2 separate regions of the Sus scrofa genome follow, and region 2 is linked to region 1. A link is a contact called in public Hi-C data. All regions are on one chromosome and are shown on one strand. Each heading gives the region's core, a stretch centred on a gene start, on an enhancer-like site or on the middle of the called end of the contact. The rest is flanking DNA. Distances are from core to core; before and after follow the strand shown.

Region 1 (5,478 bases), core at 1,652-4,151:
CCTCCAGTGTGAAGGGATGAAGGCAACTGGGAGCAGAGACGCCAGAGGATGAATGTATGGACCTTTGGGGGAGTGGCTTGGGTGCGCAGCTGAACTCTTTTTTTTATTTTTATTTTTATTTTTATTTTTTTGCTTTTTAGGGCCACACCTGCAGCGCATGGAAATTCCCAGGCTAGGGGTCGAATCGGAGCTGTCCTATGTCACAGCCACAGCAATGCCAGATCCAAGCCGTGTCTGTGACCTACACTACTCATGGCAACACTGGATCCTTAATCCACTGAGCGAGGCCAGGGATCGAACCTGCGTCCTCACGGATGCTCGTCAGATTCGTTTCTGCTGCGCCATGACGGGAACTCCCTGAGCTCTTTACAGATGATTGGAGTTGCCTTTTCCACTCTCTCCTCCTCGTAAATTCCAGAGAAGTGCCTCCAGCGGCAGGTGGTGAGGGAGCTGAGCATGGCAGTGGCAGGGAGCAGGAGAGACAAGGCTCGTTTTAGGGGCCTGGGCCCCACCAAGCCCCTTCTGGCTGAGTTCCTGCAGCTGTGGGCAGTGCTGAGGATCCAGCCGGATCAGTGGATCCCAGGTGGGGGTGAACCCCTGCCTTCCTTCCCGAGGGGTGCCGGGTAGACAGCAGGCCTGGAGAGCAGCCAGCTGTGTGACATGGCATCAGAGCAGCAGAGAAATAGGTGTGCCTGTGGGACCCCCTCGAGCCCCATGGACACCAAGGGGAGGCTGGCGGCTCCTCCTGTGGCAGAGGTCCTGAGAAAGAGCCAGCTGGCAAGCCAGTGAGGTCCGGGATAAGGGTTCCCACCTGAAGGCCGGATTAGGACATGGATCCAAGGTCCCTGTACCTGACGCCGGCACTGAAGGCTAGTGATGCCCCGAGAGCAGCCTGGAGGGTCATATTTTAGTGGGTGACCCTCAGCAGGTGACCATGGCTGAGGGTGAGGGACAAGCGGAAGCCATGTGGACAGATACTGGCCAAGAATCACAAGTTGGTCCTTATGTTATGAGCATGTGCAGGTGTCTGAACCCAGGTGTAACCTTGGACGAAGAGGGAGGGGATCTTGAGCTTGGCTGAGTTTCATCTCACATTTCCAATAAGTCACTGAAGTGGCTGAGCTTACTCGGCAGTGAGTAGATGAAGTATTTGGACACCTTTGGGTAGCAGCAAGGGCCCAGAGGACACAGTCCAGATGCGGGAATGTCTGCACACCTAAGTTAGTGGCTTACGAAAGTATTATTTTTGCCACGGCCATGGCATGTGGAAGTTCCCAGGCCAGGGATCAAACCTGAGTGGCAGCTGCAGCAATGTGGGATCCTTTAACCCACTGTGCTGGGATCAAATCCGTGCCTCCGCATTGACCCAAGCTGCTCCAGTCGGATTCTTAACCCACTGTGCCATGGCAGGCACTCCCTGATTGACGGCTTTTTCAAGAACCTCTGTGACATCAGACAAATGGAAAGAAGGTTTTCTTTTGTGTTTTGGTCCAGATGATATTTGAACGTTCTTATTTGTTTAGGCAAATAAGCCGGCAGCCCTGGAGAGATTAAAGATAAAGGGGGAACCTGGGTCTCTGGCAGAGCCAGGCAGGCGACAGTTCATGTGGCAGCCAACCTTCAAATGGCTTCCCTGCAGTCCTGCCTCCTGCTGATCCCACTTGGCTGTAATCCTCCCGGACACTGAGTAGGGCTGACCCATGTGTCTTCAGGATGTTAGGGGACTGATGGTGGGGTTCCTGCATCACACAAGGCAGCGTGGCTCCCCCCTTGCTCTCTTGGTCACTCTCTGGGGAAGCCAGCTGTCATGTTGGGAGGACACTCAAGCAGCTGTGTGGCCAGGTCCGCGTGCCGAGACCCAGATGGCTCATACTGTCACCCTGTGAGTAGGGCATCCTGGAAAGGGATCCTCCAGCTCCAGGCCAGCCTTCAGGGACCTTCAGCCCCAGCTGACACCTTGACTCAGGACAGACCCAGGAGCCAGAACTCTGTCTGCTAAGCAGTTCCTGATTCCCCAGTGTGGGGAGTTTGTAGTTTGACTCCACTAAGTACTTTGTGCAGCAGTAACGGGGGAAGGGGGCTGTAGTTCTGGGGGGAACATGCTGGGGAATTGAGCTCTTTGTGCTTGAGGGTCTCCATCGTTTCTGTGCTATGGAAGGCCAGCCCCTCTGCTGGGTTCGCAGTGGGTGGGGAGGGGTGCCGGGGATGGACCAGATGCAGCGCAGCTGTGAGGAAGAGGAGGAAGGAATTGCTGTGGGTACCCGCTTCTCCAGGCCTGGCCACGGGAAAGAGGAAAATGACACGGGCGCCTTGTCCCAGAGGCCCGTCGAGGGTTATCTGACCATTTCTGGACGCAGGAGGCACGTGGTCGGAGTGGAAGTCACAGGCGATTCAGGGGGGCTGTTTTAGTGGAGGACCAGGGAACTGAGAGTGCAGAGGCTGAAGGACAAACGGAGGTCAGAAAAGCGGAAACAGGGGCTGCCTGATCTTTCAAGAAGTTTGATAGTGAAATAACCTAGGTGGGGAGAGAGAATCGAAGACATTTTCTGATTGTTTTTTCTTTTTCTTTTTTTGTGTCTTTTTTTTCTTGCTCGTCATTGTGTTCCTTCCTCCCCTCCCTTCCTTCCTCCCTCCTTCCTCTCCCCCCCAGCTTCCTTCCTTCTCTTAAAGAGAAGTGTTTACATGTATTTAGGGAAAAAGAAGTATATAGAAAGACAAAAGAAAAAGAAGCGTGTCCTTCTGAACAAAGGGCAGAGTCCTCAAGACACTCTTGTCTTCAGGAGGATGTCACTGTTTCCATAGTTACTGAGTGTTGACTGCGGTCCCCCTGTCCAAGGTGCTGGGTGTGCAGAAGTGAACACACAGAGCATCCTTGCCCTAATCCCTGTCTAGTGATGCTGATGGACCAGTGTCTACTCATGCACGTTCCAAAGACGTGTATCGCAGAGGAAATCAACCGGATGCAGAGCCAGGAAGAGCGCAGGGGACCTGGCCAGGATGGGGCAGGAGGGCCGGCTCCGAGTAGACCTGGCTGAGCCTGGGGGCCCTGAAAGCAGAATGTTTAAGTCCTTGTCGTCTCTGATTTCTTCTGCCCCCAGACTCAGATTTTTAAAAGTTTTAAAACTAAAGTATAGTTTACAATGTGGCGTTCCCATTGTGGCTCAGCAGTAACGCATCTGACTAGTATCCATGAGGAGGCGGGGTCAATCCCTGGCCCTGCTCGGTGGGTTGAGGATCTGGCGTTGTCGTGAGCTGTCGCGTCGTACTCAGACATGGCTGGAATCTGGTGTTGCTGTGGCTGCGGTGTAGGCCCGCAGCTGTAGGTCAGGTTCGACCCCTAGCCTGGGAACTTCCATATGCCTAAAACACCAAAAAAAAATTATAGTTTACAATGTTGTGCCAATTTCTGCTGTACAGCATAGTGACCCAGTCATTCATATATATATATATATATATATATATACACACACACACACACACATACATATTCATATATATGCATATTCGTGTATATATATACATATTCATATATAATATATTCTCTTTCTCATACTGTCTTCCATCATGCCATCGTGGTCTATCCCAAGAGACTGGATAGAGTTCCCTGTGCTGTACAGTAGGACCTCAGGGCTTATCCATCTAACCCACCCACGCATCAGTAACTGCAGGGTCTAGCTGATTCCTGCACGTTACAAAGGGAAGCTCTTGTATCTCTCCACATTCACTCCCCAGGAAGGAGAAAAGAGATATCCTTCGTTAGACTTTCGCAGAACAAAAGCATCAAGCCAAAGCCTTGCAACTTGGAGCCTCTGTGGGTTTCTTTCAAATGCTAATGAGTTCTCAGCTTTGTCTCAGGTGTCTGTATCCCTCTGGCTGCCTACATCGTAAAACGCAAATCCGTGTCCCCCTTCTGGCTAAACAGCACCTTTCGGTGGCATGGGTCCCCACCCAAGAACAGATGCACTGGAAAGCAATACCTTTAATCAGCTTGGTAAACAAAGACGGTCCAGAATTAAAAGGAGGAAAACCACTCCACTGTGGTGAGAGTCTGTGAGTACAACTCAGATCTTTCAAATCAGGGCTCCAGGAAACAGAGATTGTGCAGGCCTTCCACTCGGCAGAAGGTCCAAGGAAATCCTGAGTGTGGATGTGCGTGAGGCTCATTATATTTGACCTTGAATCTCAAGCTTGATAGACATTGATAGTATCTTTTTTTTTTTTTTTTCCTTTATCAAACCTGCAACCTCATGGTTCCTCGTTGGATTCATTTCCTCTGCGCCACGACAGGAACTCCTGATGGTATCATTTTGAATCTAGGATTTGTCACTAGGAAAAAGCATCTCTCTGCCTGATTTTGCGGGGAGGGCTTTGAGCATGTCTGCGCTGGGTAGGCACCACCCTTCCCAGTCTCCCCGCTCCTCTTAGCCAAGACAACTCAAGAAAAAAACAAAACAAGGTTGTAATTACCAGAAGGATATTTTTTTAACTTTTTTGTCTAAGTGTCTAGTTTCTTTCTTGACGGTCAGGAAAGAAAATGCCTCTTAAAAATGTGGACATAACGTAGGCGCTATAAATTAGGCACTCTGCTCTGGGTGCCCATGGTTCAAAAGAATTTGTTGAAGATGAAACAAAACCCATTTGTATTTAAAGATGGATTGAATGGCTTCTTTGAAATACCTTCCAGGGGGAGGTAACGGGGAGCCTGGTAGGAATCTGCTGTCTCTGCTGGCTTTTTTTTTTAAGTGTTTTTCTTCTCTGGGGGCAGAGATTTGCATTTGAAGGCCCCTCCCGGATTCCCTCTGCAAAACGCTGCTCTTGGGACCTGTTTGCGGGGGTGGGGTGGGGGGGGTGGTAGAAATAACAGAAAAAGCCAGTTCTGTTACACAAGCACTTCCAACTCCCTGGCTCCTTTTCCCAAGGGGGTGATTTTACCAAAGGCAGGATCCTGGTCAGGCATTTGGATCAGGCCTGCTCGCCCTGCAGAAGAGGTATTGTTTGCCTGAGTGATGACATTTGTTTTCTAAGAGGCTGCAAATATCCGCGTTGACAGTCACGAGATGAAGGTAGGCAGGTGGTGTCACTTGCCCAGGTGGCCTTTGTTTAGGCAGGACTTTTGTAACCTGATCATCAAGCCAGGCCATCCCAAGGCCTGGTGGGCCCCTTGTCCTGCCTCCCCTGGTCACCTGGGCCTCCCGCCCTAAATCTGGCCGGTTCTTCAAGACCCAGCTCCAACTTTACTCTGATTCTGGCACGGGTTGCCCAGGGGTCCACGCTGTTTGTCACGCTTTGTGGAAACACCTGCAGTAATTTTTGATATCACATTTTGCTGGTTCTCTTTCTGCCTTTGTGTATATTTGGGATAATTCATATCAGCCATCTATTTGGTTAGAAGGCGCTTCTTCAGACAGAGATGAGATCAATTTTCACGTATTTCCTGTTTTGTCTATCAACTCATTGATTTCTCTAAAATTTATTGGG
Region 2 (5,478 bases), core at 820-3,319, 150 kb after region 1:
TGGATTGGCAGTGTGCTCTAACTCAGTGTGCTCCACCAGGAGCAACTCTGCCCCTGAGCACGCCTGGCAGGACATGGAGACATTTTTGGTTGATGCTGCTGAGGGGCAGGGGGCTGCTGGCAACTAGGATGTGGAGGCCAGGGATGCTGTTGAGCATCCTAGAGTGTGCAGACCCCCCTCCGCCCAGCACAAAACGATCCAGCCCAGACCCAGTAGTAGCGCTCTTGTGAACCCTGACCTTGGAGGGACATGGCATTCAGCGCATCAGGACAGCAAAGCAGGCTCTGCTCCAGTGGAAAGCTGATAAACCTCTTTGGAAAACAAAATGTCTATTGTTGACCCATTGGGGAGGAGGAACCGCCAGAGATTTAGGGTTGCCTGGGTGATCTTAAGAAATGCTGTCACCAGACTCTGCAAGTCCAATATATCCATCTCACTCCTGTGAACTCCGAACCCAAAAGAACTGGCCCCCTCCCACGGGCTGCGCAGAAGAGCCCACACGGGGGACTTCAGGAGGGAGTGTAGGATGTTGCCCATCCTTGGGGGCTACTGAGATTCAGACTTAGTTCCTATCACGTACCACGGAGGCGGTTAATTTATTTAGTCTCTCTGAAGTTCTATTTCCTGAGTGGTCAAATATGGGTACCAACGGTTGCAAGTCCTGCAAGATGGAATGAGGATTAAATGAGATCATGAAAGGCTCACACTAAACTTTCAGCTCTATGATAACCACGTCTTGAGATTCTCATGACATCTGAAGGTGGATGCGCCAGATAGTAAATGAGCTGCCCAGGGCGCTCGAGCAGGCGGGACAGTGGTCTGGGCTGGACTGGCTTCAGAAGCTGATGACAGTCCCAGAGTGGCGTGTGCCGTCCACCCAGCGATTTCAGAAGGGACTCTCCTCAAGCCTCGGCAACCAGGCTGCCGGGCACACCCCGAGGAACTGTGGGGAGTTTTGAGCAGGGAACAGCCACATTTCAACTTTGATTCTTTAAATCTGATTAATTGAAGAAGATCTAACTCTGCTCCTAAAAATGTCTTAAAAAAAAAAGTTATTGAAAATCTAAAGATTAATACAAAGACCTTTGCAAGGAATCAGATATAAGAGAAATATACAGCGGAGAGAAAGTACCAAAGTCATTAGTCATGAAAACATAGAAAACAAACAAATACATCCGTTTTGGAATTCAAGATCCTATTCACAGAAGACTCAAGGATTTGAAACGATAAGAAGTCCAATTGTGTACACGTGACACCATCATAAAAAACTACCCTGCAAAATTACCAAAGAGACACTCTGTAAATTGTTACCAGATGAATGAGCAAAACTAGAAGGCCTTATTTTGTGGTTGAAAAAAAGAAGAAAAATTTAGTGGAGAAATATTGTGCTCTATTTTACAGACATAATATGATTCCAATCCATTTAAAGTATATACAGAGTCCTTTTAAAAAATTTTATTGGTGTATGGCTGACTTACAATGTTGTATAGTTTCAGGTGCTCAGCAAAGTGAATCGGTTATGCATTTATCCATTTTTTTTTTTTTTTTTTAGGACTGCTCCTCCAACACATGGAAGGTCCCAGGTTAGGAGTCGAAATACAGATTGGAGCCGCAGCTGAGGCTTTTGCCACAGTCACAGTAACACCAGATCTGAGCCACATCTTGGACCTACACCGCAGCTTGTGGCAACACTGGATCCTTAAGTCACTGAGCGAGGCCAAGGATCAAACCCGCGTCCCTACAGACATCATGTGGTGTTCTCAACCCGCTGAGCCACAGCAGGAACTCCCATTCTTTTTCCCGTGTAGGTTATTACTGACTGTTGAGTACGTTTCCCTGAGCTCTACAGTAAGTCCTTGTTAATTATCCATGTGATACTCAGCAGCGTAGTGCGTATATGTCATTCCTGCCTTTTTCCTGTAACTAAGCTGCGTGACGATAAACTCATTCAGCAGAGTAACGTAGGCGGGGGTGGGGGCTTCCCACGAAGCTAAGGAGGACAAACACTCAGGGCTCCTCCTTTTCTCTGGGCCTTCACAAAGGGAGCTTGCACATTGTGAGCTGATCATTTTGTCTTGTTTTTCTTGAGATGGTCCCCAAATTGCGTAAGCTTCCTGTTTCACAGAACCTGGAGCCTTCCCTGTGTGAATTTCTTAAGTAGAGGAAATGAATCGAAGCCTCGCCTTTTTAGATAACAAAGTATTAACTCTTGGAACGGTAATAGAAGCCAAGTGGAATTGTTAGGAAAGAGAAGCAAGATGGATAGGTAGACTATGCTTAGCAGCCCTGGCCCAGGATAATATATCGTTGTATAATCCTCTGAGAACAAATGGGTTGGGCTGAACTGCCATTTAAACAGCACTGGGGGAGTTCCCACTGTGGCTCAGCAGTAACAAACCCAACTCATATCCATGAGGACACAGGTTCGATCCCTGGCCTCACTCAGTGGCTTGAGGAACCGGCATTCCGAGAGCTGTGGTGTAGATTACAGATGTGGATCGGATCCTATGTTGCTGTGGCTGTTGTGTAGGCTGGCAGTGGTAGCTCTGATTGAACCCTTAGCCCGGAAACTTCCATATGCTGCAGGTGCAGCCCTAAAAAGCAAAAGCAAGCAAGCAAGCAAGCACTGGGATAATCTGGTAGCAATTTGGAGAAAAACTAATTTATAGCTATCTTTACACCATAATCCTTGAGTAAAGAAGGTTGTTTGATCATTACACGCATATCCATAAAGAAAAATCAGCAGAAAACACCCCCCTTTTGAAGAAATGATAAATAACATACTTTTTTCCACTTTAAAGGAGGCAAGAAGTAAGCTGATGAACAATTCAATTTTTCAATTTTTACTATATTGCTTAACATAAAAGGACTAGAGAAAAATGTATAGCGAAACATTAGATAAAACATTTGCATGAATTATGTCAACAAATAAGATAATAGTGATAATGTCCTTTGAATATACTCATAAATATTTGGAAGGATTTAAAGACCCTCAAAAGAAATGCGTCAAGGCCAAGTACAAAAATATATGCTCATAAAAGAAAGTAAAAATAAGAAACCAACACTTGAGAAAGAAAGAAATATAAAAGCAACTGCGAAGTACAGCTTTAAACTTAAATTAGAAAAATAGGGTGAATAATAACATCTGTTGCTGGTGACATTGAGATTAAACTAATACACACATGTGTGTGTAAAGCGCAGTTAATTGTATTCATTTGTAAATTAATCCAAACCCCTTGTGGATGACTATAGTATGGCAAATACATTTTTTTAACCTAATTTCTTCCCACGACGGAAATTTATCTGGAAGGAATGTTAAAGGAAATGGTTAAAGAGAAGATAGAAACTTAATTTAAGAAGGTAATTACTGACATAACATCTGTTAGGAAGAAAAACCTTCAATATAAAATAACAGAGACATAGAGAAGTAAATTTGGACACTTGAATTTGATGGAATAGTACGCGGTATTTAAGCACAACTGTGAAAAGACCAGGTAGAAACTCAGGGCAAAGGTATAACAGAATATAAAAGGAACCAATTACGTGGGCACAGAATCATGGCGGTCAGAATTCACCTCCACCCCTGAACCACCAGAGCAGAGAACAGGAAGCTACACCCAGCGTCACTTTGCTCCCCGGGGGAGAGGTGTATGATGCGGAGGAGAGAAGGGAGTTCAGGGCGGACGGGATATTGCCAGATAGCACAACCACTCTAAGTAAGAAAATAGTGGGGTCCCCATATTTTATAAAATAATCTACACTCCCATACTGGGGTTCTTTTATAGAGTCTGTCTGTCAGGGCTAGACGCTCTTAAACGTCCAAGCCAGAAGGAAGATGTCCGTTACCTGCAAATAAACCATGCGATCTTGGCAGGCAATTTTTAAACATCAAAAGAGGGCTCTAGGAATTCCAAGTGAAAACTGAAGTCTTACTTTCATTTACTTGAAAGAGTTTTCTTTCTTCTCACCCTCTCTTGCGGTCAGAGACCACTCTGCAACATCAAATAGAATGTTATTTTCCACTTGGGGGGAAATTTGGCTCAGCGTGACGTTTGCCTTCCCAGCTTCAACCTTTGGAGCCAAGTTCCAGTCAGGAAATGAATTTTTATAGCACAGTTAAAAGTAAGGAGTGGGAACCCTGTGAAATCCTTAAGTCTTCGGCTTTATCACACTCTCCTTCACGTCATCGGTCAGATGGGACAGGATTCCTGGTTCCCAGCAGCCCCGGAGGCTGTGGCCGCTGCCCAGGCATCTCCACCTAAGTTCATGTTCCTGTAGAGCAAAATGGAACACTTTACTGCAAGTTTTGATGGAACATACCATTTATAGAATGAACACTTCAATGCGGTGAATCAAACAGAAAGGCTCTGAACATAGGGATAAGTAAATAGCATTTAGGGTCTTTTTTTTTTTTTTTTGCTTTTTAGGGCCACACCCATGGCATATGGATGTGGCCCTAAAGGCCAGGGGTCAAACTGGAGCTACAGCTACTGACCTACACCACAGCCACAGCCACACCAGATCCAAGCTGCATCTGCAGCCTACACCACAGCCTCACAGCAACGCCAGATCCTTAACCCACTGAGTAAGGCCAGGGATCAAACTGGCAACCTCATGGATCCTAGTCTGGTTCATTAACCACTGAGCCATGAAGGGAACTCCCTGGGCTCACTTTTTTCTATTGAAAGTTTTTTACAGGTATCCATAGTTTGTTTGCAGTGTAGACATGTGTTTTGAGGCCTTCTTGAGAAGATGCTGTCACAGTCCATCATATTCGCTTTGGGGGATTCAGGACAGAGTCCTCAAATTTTCATATGAAATTAGGACTTAGAACACTGCCTGAGATATGGTAAGCACTAGTGTTCAGCTATCATTATCATTATTATGTGGGGTATATGTGTTTTCTGAGACATAACCAACAATAGAGTGTTTTAGAGGAGAATCAATGGGCTCAAATCGAGTATCTTGGAAAGCGCCATCTTTACATAGTGGTACCAAAGATATGCACTAAGGATAAAACTTCAAGGTTAGACTCTATTTGCACTCGGCACCCACCGTGTGCTTTGAGGCCCACAGAAAAGACACGACTGTGTATCAGGAAAGAGGTGCAGTTCATGGCCTCAGAGAATGAACTCATATAATGTTCAAGGGTAAATATATCACGGGTGCGCTTTGGGTTATAAACCGCGTGCCACTTCTGGAGGGTTTTTCATCACTGGGTAGTCATCCTCAACTGGCCCTGTTACAGCTGGGGGAAACTGGGGGTGGGAGGGGCAGAAATGAAAGGCCACCAGCCAAATGGGAGGGAAAAAGAAATCCTTTACTCCTGCTTTTTGTTTTTGTTTTGAATTTCATGGCCACACCCGTGGCACATGGAAGTTCCCAGGCCAGGGATTGAATCTGAGCTACAGCTGCGACCTACACTGCAGCTGCTGCAATGCTGGTTCCTCCTTTAACCTCACCAGGCTGAGACTCCAA

What was found. A called contact is a pair of places that touch in the nucleus more often than the background predicts.
Region 2: a Hi-C map of liver shows a contact between it and region 1, with 4 times the contacts expected there. The contact joins two enhancer-like sites. A contact is called at or near these places in 1 of 47 Hi-C or Micro-C datasets (liver) and 1 of 2 datasets of contacts at active chromatin or transcription factors (skeletal muscle).

The regions. Positions count from the first base shown.
Region 1 is chr15:136,607,595-136,613,072 of Sscrofa11.1, forward strand. No RefSeq gene overlaps it. Among named protein-coding and RNA genes, the nearest start is that of COPS8, 220 kb to the right of the region's middle. Within about 2 kb of position 2,902, at least 3 of the 83 cell types and tissues checked have an H3K27ac peak or open chromatin away from gene starts, as enhancers often do. A contact at or near this core is called in liver, where this site is marked.
Region 2 is chr15:136,754,477-136,759,954 of Sscrofa11.1, forward strand. No RefSeq gene overlaps it. Among named protein-coding and RNA genes, the nearest start is that of COPS8, 71 kb to the right of the region's middle. Within about 2 kb of position 2,070, at least 7 of the 83 cell types and tissues checked have an H3K27ac peak or open chromatin away from gene starts, as enhancers often do. A contact at or near this core is called in liver, where this site is marked.